Regions from separate parts of the Mus musculus genome. Here region 1 is linked to region 2. The links are chromatin contacts, called in public Hi-C maps. All regions are on one chromosome and are shown on one strand. The core of a region is the stretch at or near the end of the contact, and the rest is flanking DNA. Distances in the headings are between cores, read along the strand shown.

The links. Hi-C and Micro-C count contacts between places; a contact is called where the count stands out from the background.
Region 1: a contact with region 2 is called in a Hi-C map of liver, with 3 times the contacts expected there. The contact joins two enhancer-like sites. A contact is called at or near these places in 22 of 484 Hi-C or Micro-C datasets (cerebellar granule neurons, cerebellum, cerebral cortex and 14 more), 7 of 115 datasets of contacts at active chromatin or transcription factors (SST interneurons, VIP interneurons, craniofacial prominence and 4 more) and 1 of 9 other capture datasets (embryonic stem cells).

Annotation. Positions count from the first base shown.
Region 1 is chr4:76,939,996-76,946,201 of GRCm38.p6, reverse strand. The region is part of intron 8 of Ptprd (protein tyrosine phosphatase, receptor type, D); the gene reads left to right. Among named protein-coding and RNA genes, the nearest start is that of Gm42302, 150 kb to the right of the region's middle. Within about 2 kb of position 4,636, at least 4 of the 459 cell types and tissues checked have an H3K27ac peak or open chromatin away from gene starts, as enhancers often do. A contact at or near this core is called in liver, where this site is marked.
Region 2 is chr4:76,436,816-76,442,733 of GRCm38.p6, reverse strand. All of the region lies in intron 10 of Ptprd (protein tyrosine phosphatase, receptor type, D), which reads left to right. Among named protein-coding and RNA genes, the nearest start is that of Gm42303, 11 kb to the left of the region's middle. Within about 2 kb of position 1,528, at least 22 of the 459 cell types and tissues checked have an H3K27ac peak or open chromatin away from gene starts, as enhancers often do. A contact at or near this core is called in liver, where this site is marked.

The DNA of each region.
Region 1 (6,206 bases), core at 3,387-5,886, 500 kb before region 2:
TCGGTAAAGAAATAAAAAAAAAAAAAAAAAAGAAAGAATCCAATTAGGAGATTAACCTACAGAGAATTGAATTTGTTATATTTGGAATAGAATTTTAAACTTTTAAAAGTAAACACACTGGAAGATATTTCTGTACCTGTCTTAATGGAAGTCTAAAATTTTTCTCATATTGCAGTCATACCTGGGATTTACTAGCTAGAATAAATTTGCCTCAAACTTGAGATCCTCCTGCCAGAGTCTTTTGATTATAGGGACTGTAAGTATGACCCACCATGCCTGGCTCAATGACACTTGTTTTATATGTCTTTCCCAAAGGTCCCACATTAGGAAATAGAAGTCTATTGCCAACTCACCATCTATATACCAAATGCAGGATACCAGAGACATCACTTTCCCAAAAAGGAAGAAGCTGGTAGAGTTTAGCTCAATGCGGTGTATGTTCCTAGTCCATGCCTTCCATTTTATATAAGGGAGGTGAGAAAACACTCAACAGACAGCAAGGGATTCTGAGCTTCAGATATTAGGGACAGAAAAAAAAATCATCTGATCATATTTGCATGTGCAGAAGCCACAGAAAAGTTTCTTTCTTTCTGTCTTTCTTTCTTTCTGTCTTTCTTTCTTTCTTTCTTTCTTTCTTTCTTTCTTTCCTTCCTTCCTTCCTTCCTTCCTTCCTTCCTTCCTTCCTTCCTTCCTTCCTTCTTTCCTTAAATGCCTTCCCATCCATAGTGACCTATTTATTTTAGGGCTGAAATCCCTCAGTTCTTGGGGTCACTGCCATGTTGTCTAGCACAAGTGATAACAAAATAAAGACAGCAACTCTGATCATGAGGCTGTCCACTTAGTCACCAGTGAAATCAGACATGATACCCATCAGTTTCCCGATCTTGCTAAAATTAAGGAAGAAAAAAAATCCTCACTGACCTCAGAAAAGAGAAAAATAACACAAGTTGTCATGCTTTAGAGTGATGGCCGCATAAAGAACAGCTTTGCTAGAGTTAGCAAAGGTCTTCACAGAAAACCTGAGGCAGGCCAAAGCAAAATGTTCAAGAGAAGCCATGCAAGTTACCAAATACTGTGAGAGACTTGGCTATGAGAAAGAGAGTAGGCATGCCATTCACTGAGGAAAATGCTAGACTCTGTATTTTCTAAATGGCTTTAGCCTAACCCCTGTCCCCAAACCCCATTAACACAGTGGGCTGAAAAGAAAAAAAGAAAAAAAAGGGGGGGGGATGTGTTTTCCACTTCCTGTGATGATTAAAGGGTGATTTTCACCCACAGTGTTTGTTCGCACACGCAGCACACACACCAAGCCTTTCAATCAACATGTCCCCTTTTCTTAACGCTACTGTTTTACTTAAGAGATAATGTCAAAGGAATTGGGCATTGTGACTGGATAATGGTCTCCCGCTGTAAGATAAATGCATCAGCATTTATGGAAAATAAATGCTGGAGAAAAGCCAAGACATTTATTTTAAAGTACAAAACTATTTTCTCGTCACAACATTCAGAGGCAGAGATGTGGCAACTACCTGAATGGCTTTTTAAAAATACCAAGATCATCCAAAGAAAGGAGCAGAATGGGATGCGGCTCTCTCCATGTAATGGAAGCTTCAGTTCTACAGATACTAACCCCGGTTTCAAATGTGCTATTGATTGACAATATTGAGTAAATGCCTGAACAAACTCAGCCACCTCTTTACCTTTCTAGCTTCATTATTCAGATGTGCTGTGCTTTCATCAACAAAGTGGATTCTAGTACACATTCTGACACCCAAGCATAGAGTTGGGTCAAGTGACCTTTGCTGCGATCAGAGCACACCTAGGAATTGCTGCTGCTGCTGGACTGGTAGAACAGCACATGCCAGGCAAGTGGGGAGACAACGATGGCAACAGTAACACTCAAGACATGGGGGTTTCATTCTTTGCGTCCTCTGGGACGGCTTACAAGTGTGAGATCATCAGCCGCAAATCTAAAGAACCTCAGAGTGGTATAAATAGATGAGGATGGATGTAGTTGTTTGGTTTAGTGCGCCTTCTTTTCTATATACGGTGCAATGGACCTCAGTTGTATTTTTCTAGATATAGAAAATGACTCGGCATATTACCTTTGATTTTTCCATCAGGTCTATTGTAACTTTACAAAGTCATCCATCTTCTCAGGCTTTGGAAATAGGCCTCAATAATTAATCAGTGCCTATAATTACAGCACAGACTTATGTAATGGCATCAGTCTTTATAATGATTATAGAAATAGCTATGTAAAGTTTTTGTATATTCCTCTCAATTAATTTTCAGTTGCTTTTATAAAAATTTTTTCTCCTTAAGGTTAAATTTACAGAGATATATAAATCCAAATATTCCATGTTATTTACTTAGTTTTCTGAGATAGCCACACAGTAATCTTCCTTGAATATCTAAAAACATGTGTGTGTGTGTGTGTGTGTGTGTGTGTGTGTGTGTGTGTGTGTGTGTGTTTCCTATTAGGAACTCTCCCTATCTGAGCTCAGTGGTTGGATGATGGGTTGTACAAGGCCATAGGATCAATTCCCAAAATTAAAAACACAAATCTCTATGAATGTGGTGTTACTAGAATGCTGAATGGAATCCCTTAGACACCTCAAGAGATTATAGTGAAAACATACATGATACATTTAAGATTGTTCTCTGGTAAATTGTCTTCTGGCCATGAGTTGAAGGGCCAATGTTCTGGTCTTGAAGGCCCAAGCAGGTTGTTCAGCCACTCACGCAATACAACAGTTGAAGTGATATAAGATGCTGAAGAGCACAGAAAACAAATTTGGTCAATTTGTATATTCAGAAGAAGAACAAAGGGCCCCTATGATGCCAAGTTCAACTTTCCATATGAGCTTTGTGTTTTAATAGAAACATCATGGCAAACATCAAAAAACTTGCATAATTGAGCACCCCTACTCATAGCCCTGTTTAGTTTATTGTAGTTTGATCTCAGTTCTGGTTCTATAAGGTGACTGTAAGAAGTCCTCATTGATTGAGAGTGATCTACTTCCCAAAAGATGATCACCTCTGCTTCAGAGTATAGGCTCACCATTATGGATAATTGTTCTTCTTAGAATTCAGAGCAACTAAATTTTCAAGAAACAATAGCAGCAGCAGCAACAACAACTGGAGGCTTTTATGTGCCTTTTGGCTGATCTGGAAGGTCACTATTAAAAAAGGTAACACTAAGATGCCTCCATTACTATTATCTTTGCACTTCTGATTTTGAAGGGAAATAAAATAAGTTAATTATAGTCAGTTTCTAAGCAAATACTCCTTTATAGTCAACATGCCTTCATGAAAATGAAAAGCAGTGCGAAGGGGAAACATGCAAAGTACACTCAGAGATGCAAGGTTCAGTCTGATTTCAGTTGCTCTGTAAATCCAGGAGGACCAAGCGGCTTCTTAGCAAAGGAACTTGCTAAGGTAGATTAGGAGGAGTCAGAAAACACTGTCACTGTACACAAAGAGCTTCCAGAGTGTAGCTTCAATCAGCGTTCTTCAATTCAGGATTCAATTACATTGACTTGTTGTACTTTCATCTAAATTTTCACTTTAATAAATTGTTTTGCTGTCATGAAAATAGTGACCTTGTGTAAGGAAGTTATTATATATTCCAGAGGCACCACTGAGATGACTCTTGAATATGTTCTATTTGAGAGTTTGTATTTACTGACCCATGCAATGTTCATATGAGGGTGGTTCTACAATTGTCTGCTTCATTGAAGAGTGTGAAGCTGAACACTAACAATACCTAATGATATTACACAGAGGTATTGCCTGAGGTTTTATATAGATGGCATACCTCAAAAGCATACAGTGTTCTGTCTTGAGGGTGAATCTAACAATTAAAACTCTCATAATTAATCTCTATCTCCCAGGGAAGCAACCTTAAAATAAAGTATTGCAAAGATTAAAAAAAAAAGAGTCTGTGAGTGAATGACCTTTAAATCAAAATAAGCAGCCAAGGCCCAGGCCTGATGTGTGCCTCCACCTGGATGTGAGCCTTTGCTGCCATGCTTCACAGCCCGCGCCTATTTTAATCAGCTTAATTCAGATCCATTGCAGCAAACTCTGACCTGTGCAGAGGACAGAGTAAATGCATTACATAACAATTTTAAACCAAAATTACTAAACTAAATACTGGAAATTTTAATAAAGGGTGTATCTCTACATGCAAGCTATTATTAACAAGAAAATATGTTTCTGTTAGATTTGTGGACATGGCACTTTGACCTCCAGTTATTACGAAGTCCTGCTATATGATGCAAAATGTGCTGAAATAGCTTACTCATTAACCACTTTTCTGTCTGGAAAATCAATAGCTGCTTGTAGTTCTTAGTTGGCTTTGGCTGAAAGCTGGGACAGCATCTCCTTTCATGAGCTTTGTACATCCTACTTCTCGAGTCGTCTTATAAGTCACAACTTGTTTGGTGATGATAGTTTTGGCCTTTTGCATAGTTGAACTATTTCTTGTGAAGCTATTTCTCATGAAAAGAAATGAACAAACAAAGCAAAACCGCAGCAGCAGCAACAGCAGCAACAGCACCACCACCACCACCACCAACAACAACCAGATCAAAGTCAGGCTGTACTCAAACACAAATAAGCAGAGTCTAAACTGGTATGAGGCATCATTTCATAGAACAGAAGACATGCACCATTCTCAACTGGGTGCTGTGTATGAGTGTATGCCTACAGGTAAGGAACTGGGTACCTAGGATTTCTAGTGAAAATTCATTCATATCAAGCAGCAACTGAACTGAGATTTCCTGGCATTGGTTTTTATGGGAAGTAGCCCTTGTCTCAGGCCAGCTAAGGCCATAGGCAGAGGTTAAATGAATCACATCAAGGGACTAATTATGCCTGGTAGAGAGACAAAAGCCCTATTTATATTTATTCTCATAGGGTTAAGAATTTTTTTCTGTTTGAAAAAATTGGCAAAGCATGTTTAATATTTCTTTTAAAGTCTTTTATTATCCATTAAGAAAAGCCTGCACATGTCATCTGAGTTTGTCTTGTATAGAATGCAGCTTGTGGCCTCTACACTGCTAGAAGGTAATAATTATTTAGTCTCAAACACTGTTTCTAATATCACCATTTTTTTAATTAGTGATTTGCTCTCATGATTAGGAAGATTTTTTTTAATGCACTGTATTTCTTATCTAGCCACCTACAAGCTTAAAATAATCATTTATTCATTAGTAAATTTAACATTTATTCTAACTACATTTTTTTGCTACTTTGAGTTTCTAAAAGAGATTGTGTTTGTTCTGTGTGATTAATTCCTATTAGTAAAGAACCAAAATGATTTCCCCTGATATCTCATAGCTTTCCTGCTGAACCCAATTCTATTTAATTCATAACTTTTTAGTCCTAACAGATATTTGGTACTGTCCCATGTGTTCCCTCTTCATGAGATTGCACATCCACTGTCCTGTATTGTTTTGTTTTGTTTTGCTTTGTTCTATTTTGTTGTTTTTGACACAAACTAAGAGTTGACTATGAAGAGAAACCTCAGTGAAGGAACAACAACAAAATGCCTGCATCAGATTGCTCCCTGCCATGTCTATGGGGCATGATTATTCTGTCATTGATTATTGATGTGGGAGGGCCCAGCTCAGTCATGGTGTAGATACCCCTGGGCAAGTTGCCTAAATTGAAAAAAAAAAATGGTAGACTGAGCAAGCCATGAGGAGTAAGACAGTAAACAGTATTCCTCCATGGCTTGGGCTGTAACTTTTAGTTTCTACCTCTAGGTTGCTTCCTCTGTTCCTTCTCTAATGCCCATTCACAGTGGAATATAAACTGTAAGCTCAAAGAGAGCCTTTCCTCTACAATTGCTTTTGATCATGGTATTTATTACAATAAGAGACCCACTAAGACTCCTGTACTTCAGAGTACATTGCATACGAAGAAGACCATCGGCTGAGAATATTTCTGGTTCACTGCTCCTTCAGCATTGCTGGATTGGAGACATTTAGTATATGCATGCTAAGTACAATTAGAAGATAACATTTTCAAGAGTCATAAAATAGCATATTCTTCTTCACATACAACATTTAATATAAGGAAAAATAGGTTTTCTATATTACTGCCTTGGTTGTCATTCACTGACATACTTGCAAGAACTTGCGGGCACAGCTTCATTTTCCTCACTGGAGAGGAGGCAGCTTTCTGTGAATTGATGA
Region 2 (5,918 bases), core at 279-2,778:
TTCTTCCCTTCTTGTTATCCAGTTCTGTAGTTCTATTCCTGGAATTTCTTTATTGTATGGCTTCCTTTCCCTTTCTGACTTTACCATGTGCTTGGATGTTCTGCAGCCCATAAATAGCTTTCCATGTTGTCTTAGTGTTTTCTCTCTCTTCTTTTCTGAAATGTGGCATTTTCTTTTCCCCTTGTCTATACAATCAAGAGCAAACTCCCCATCAACAGCTGACACAGTCCTCTGCAGGCTGACTGTAATTTGCATGTCCTGCCAGCTTTCTCACTCAGAGCCCCAAGGTGACCTGTTTTTGAGCAAGAGCAGATCCTGAACTATCTTGGGAGTGTCTGCCGTGGGATTTTCTGCTTCTCAGATATGATTCCAAGAATCCCTCTTTCCTCTATGTCTATTGTATCAATTTGTGATCATTGAAGTCTTTCTAAGTGTTGTCTAACCAACTAATGCCCAACTCACTTACTCTGTCTTTTTCTTTGGATTGAATGGAACTAAGGATTTGAATTTGAGTTGTATTTAATTTAAATCATGAATGTAAAGAATAAATTCATCATAAGCCAAAGGTGCTCAGTCTCTGGGTTGCAACCCCCATAAAGGTCCCGTATCAGATTACCATATATATTGGATATTTACATGAACATTCATTATAGTAGCAGAATTACAGTGATTAAATAATTTTGTAATGGGGAGGGGCACCACAACATGAGGAACTGTATTCAACGGTCACAGAATTAGGGAGGTTGAGAACCACTGTAAATATATGCCTATGATGATAAGCTGGAGGTACAGGAGATATAGCTTAGTGGCAGCCTAAGTTATGTGGATGCCCTAGGCTGAGTCCCTTGAAAAAACTTGGGACTCTTGAGAAAGAATTCAGCATTCCTCTTTGGAGAAAACTTCCATTAGTATTGTTGATATTGATCACTAATGATAGTGATCACCGTGTTTTCGTGGTCATGTTAGTGGTAGTTGCTGTTAGTGGTAGTTGATAAAATGTACTGAGTACTTACTGCGGTGCTAGACATTCTGTTTGGTTCCTTCCTTTCAGTATTACATCTAATCCCTAAACTAATATTATGTATATTAAATGCTCATTAATTAGTATTTCTATGTTACAGTTTCAGAGGAAGAAAAACTGTTTAGGACTGAGCTCAAGATTGAGAGCTCAAGGTATTATGAGGGCCAGAATTATGTCAGGCAGTGTAAGCAACTAAACTATCTGTTTCACACTTAAGCTCCTCTTTCTTGTGTACAAAAAAAAAAGAAAACCAAAAAAACAAAAAAAAATCAAAAATCAAAACAAAAAAACAAAAGAACAAAACAGAACAAAAAACAAAAGTTAAAAAATATATCTCACACATGGCAAGCAAGTTCAGTTTCTTTGGCACACATTTATGAAAAATATAAGCATCTGTAGGGTCTCTCTGCCCATTCTGAAGAGTCTCTTCCTTATTCTACTGAGAAACACTCTTCCCTACAGGGGTTTGGGCAGTTGACCTTTGGCTGTTGTTGCTTTCCAGCTCTGCTATGTGGGGTTTCCAAGGCAGTGACGAGAGTTGGACTCAGTCCTGGATATGGTTAGGTGAAGGATCTGTACCAAAAATGATTTTAAAGTAATAAAACCTGGCACTTTCATACTACCCACTAGGAATCAAAAGCATTTTTATAAAGCGAAGTATAAATCAAGCAGGAATCTCCAAAGAGCAGCCTCCCTTCAAAGAGGTGGAGCTCTGCCAAGGGGGTGGCGCATACCTGCTCTGCTTGCTGGCAGCCAGCCTACTGCACGGTTATCTGGGAACTTTCGTCCGTTAGAATGGCTTCTAAAATATTTGCATTTACTGCTCTCTTGATAATTTTATTATCAATAACAGATGGGCAAGTTGATTATTTTTTTTCTCCATTTAACCTATTTTATAGGAGCTTATTAGGGACTGTTTTGGGGTAGGGAGTGGAATAATGTTTCAGATAACTATTTCTGACTAATTATGGTTTTCTAAAGAATAAAATTCAGGATGGTATATTTGTGTGATGCTTTGGATAATTATTTGTTTTCTTGACAGCAGGGCACCCTGAAGTTTTAAATCAGACATGGTACATAAAGTCACATGGAGAATGCTTTTCTTCTTTTATGAGCTTTTTTGTGTCTTAACATTTAAGTCCTTTGGGTCCAAGTTTCCAAAATGTTTCTCACAATGCAAACACTGGGTTATTTAGCCACAAACTTTTCTATAAATTAATCTATTAACCATAACCTCTAGGAAGGATGGGGCAGCACTATTTTCTTTGTGCTGAGAACGTATCCACATTTTGGTTCGTAATAAACGTCTTTACATAAAAATACTTAAAAAATACTTAGAAATTGAGAGTAGCAAATTTAACAAATCTCATATGCTTGCTTAGTTACTACTTTTAAGCAATGGTGGCCTAAATATATGTGAGTATGACTTTGTTTTCCAGGTGCAACCTGAAACTGATGAAATTTTTTTTAACAAATAAAAAAAAGTTTAGAAGAAAAACTGAGTTTAGCATTTGATTTTAAAGTCCATAATTTAGACTATTTTCTCTTGAATCTTCTCTGTTTATCTTGGTGGTACTGGAATAAGTACTAGCCTCTTTCTAGACTTCTTCTGTCTGCACAGTCCAGCATCCTTTCTTTGCTTGAGCTGCAGCTTCTTATGTGCCTTTGACTACCTTTGCTTTTTGGTTCTGTAGTCAGCTTGACCTTTAACAAACCCCAAGAAAATGCTTGTATTGATATTCAGAAACTATCACCTTGTGTGGGTAACATGTGCTGAGATTTTTTTCCCCCACAGTTATGTAGCACCTTTGTTGTTGTTTGAGACAGGCTCTCCTGTATCCCAGGCTGGTTTTTAACTGGCTCAGCAGCTGAGGATGGCGTTGACCTCTTGAGCCTCCCGCCTGTACCTCTTGAGTGCTAGAATTAAGGGAAGTGTCACTACACTTAATTTTTGTAGTTAATAAGTGATGTTTAAAAATAATTCTTATAATGAAAGTATGCAATCCCTGATTTCAAGCAACAGTTGTCTAAGCTGATTTGGATTGAACTTTCATTATTATCTAGAACATACTTGAATTTGGCTTCTGTTACCCCTGTTTGCAAACCTTGAAAAAATACTTAAACAAAGCCACCTGATTCTTGGTGTCCTTTCAAACCCTTTTGTCTTGCTCCCTTACCATCCACAGTCATTTCCTCTTTCCCCTTACTCATCTCGAAAGACACATATTATAGCTTTGCCAAAGTCTTTGCAGTTCCCAGTGTCCCTTTGGGACTTTTCTATAATCTTGAACAGTCTCTGTTCCCACTTGAATGCTCTCTCATTCATTTTCCAAGGCATACAGAAAAATCAGAGATGAGTTAGTTCACGGTCCAAATATTACATGTTTAGGGTCTCCAGTTTATGAGCATATTGTTGACTCCTTTGCAATATTTAATTTATTTTGTTTGAAAAGGTTCCACTTACCTAGTTGGTTACTAAACCACGACAAAGCCAAATCTGAGTAGACTGTGTGTATCCAGTCATATGCCACTAGACAAGACAAATCTGCCTTTACATCTGGCTGTGGTAAGAATTCCCAGATGCACTTAATTCTGACACATGGTCATTATTGAACCAAAAGCCATCGCTTGGCATGGTTATAGCTCTTATTTGTTTTCATTTTAAGGGGCTTCATCCAGGCTGCCAAATATACAACAGGTGCCTTGGTTTTATACTTGCCAATCTGTTGTTATTCAAATGACCGTCCTAACAGAGACTAATGGCATCTAATAAAATGATCTCAGTTCTGGCAAGCCAGGCTTCCAAGAGCAAGGGCAGTAGGAATGCATAGGCCTCACACATAGGCCCCTTGTTTATCTTGAACCACGGACATTTTCTCAAGCTTGGTGTTTCTTGAACACTAGGATTTGTAGCATCAGTCTTATTTGAGATGGACTGGCTGGGTAGTATGGCAAACAGGCTAGATGCTCCAGCTTATTAGTGAATGGCCATGTCATGACTGTAAGGCAGAGCCAGACAGTCTGTTCACGCCAAACAGCTGGCATGTGAGACGGCTTGTATTTCCTCTTGTTAGAAATTTGCCACACTGATTCCATAAGGATGTGGGAAGACAGGCCTGCTACCGGAGATAGCTAATTTGCAAATAGGAAGTGATGACTGGATGTTAGAGTCAAATAATGTATGCAACTTCGGTGTTATACATTTAAAACATTAATAATGAATAGAATGTTATTGCTATTGCTAAAAGCAATAGCTTTTGACATCTGGCCATGCATACTTTTCAAAATTGTGGGTAATAGATGACATAGGTTGGAATTGGGTCTCATGGGAGGGTGCAGATATGCATGAACATGGCAGAGATTTCTGAGATCTTATTTAATTCTTAAACTCTGTTGCGCTCCTATTGAGAATTCATCTTCTAATGAATTGCCCACAGCAGTGTGCAAGATGCTAAGCGGTTGTCAGGGTGAGGGAAACACTGCCCATTGTGGTTTGCACTAACAGAGTTTTGTAAAACTTGAGTTGCTTCATCCTAACCTCCAATTGGAGATCTCTGTGCTGTCTGTTGGGGAAAAGGGTTTTGCTAAATCACGATCGTGGTGATTCATAAAGTAAGAAATGGGGAGCCTGATCTTTGCTATATACATAGCCACTCTTCGCTTTCACTTCTTCCACAGTTAACTGAGCACATGTGGCTTCCTGTGACCCAGTATATAGCATAGATCTTAGGTTAGGACTTGCCTATTATTGGACTATCTTTTTGTATTATTTATGCCCATTCTATTTGAAAAAGGATTTGTGGCAGCTATTAAATCATACGCTTCATTATCTTTAATAAATCACTTTGGTAGAATAGACAGTGGCTTATTGTACAGATGGTTAGTTTCTATGAGAAATGTTTAAAATATGCATCTTCTTGGACTCACATTGAATGCTATTTTATGTTCATAACATTTGTAAAATGATAGGGCACTTTAAGAAGTATACTAGTGTACATACTAGTCAGTTCATAATTTTAAAAACAAACAGTGAAGAGTAGATGGCTTCCAAACATTTTTAAAAGTACATTACTTAAAAGTAATGCTCCCGTGATTAGCATTTCTTCAGTCAAATGTGGTAAGATCTGCTACCTTTGTTGACTGGGGAAACATTTCAAAATCTTCTTTAGACACAGAGAAGTGCAGTAGGGCTTTTAAGTTGTAATGTTCCTGTTCTTGGCCATTAACTTGAAGAAAAACAATGTAGCAAGCAGAGGCTGTCTTTCATCTATATACCCATACCAATGTGGTGTTTCTTATGGGAAGAAGACCAGAAATAAGTGGCCTCCTAAGCATGTTTCTCTGCCCCCATTTAGAATATTTATGCTCTAAAGTGAAGCATCACACATATCCCTATAAGTGCAGGTAAAGACTAAGAGCCCTGGGGGCAACATATTGGGGTTTTGTCATGGTAAGGGTCATTTCTCAGATACTAAATAGGAAATTTTCTAAACATTATAAAAAAGAACATTAAACTAAATTTCACACATTTTTGCTAAGGACCTAAGATGCCAAAACCTCAAGATTCCCCAGTTGACTCCCTGGAGCTCCAGACTAGTCGTCTCCTTATTAACACAATCCCGGTTGTTCTGACAGCCATAGAGCCCCGGCCCATGCACTGCAGCCTTGGGAGGAATCTGCCAGAGTCTAGCGTCTTCTCATCGGTACTCATGGGAAGCAACAGCAGACAGATCTTCTTGTTCCTAATTATCTAATTTAAGAAGCCAAGTTTCCTTATTACTTAATTAAATTTAAATGTAATTAAGAGCTCAGTTGTGCTAGCTACATTTCAAGTGGCCAAACCCCACGCATAGCTAGTGACCATGTAGAGGAGCTCTGGCGCAGAGGTTTCCATTGT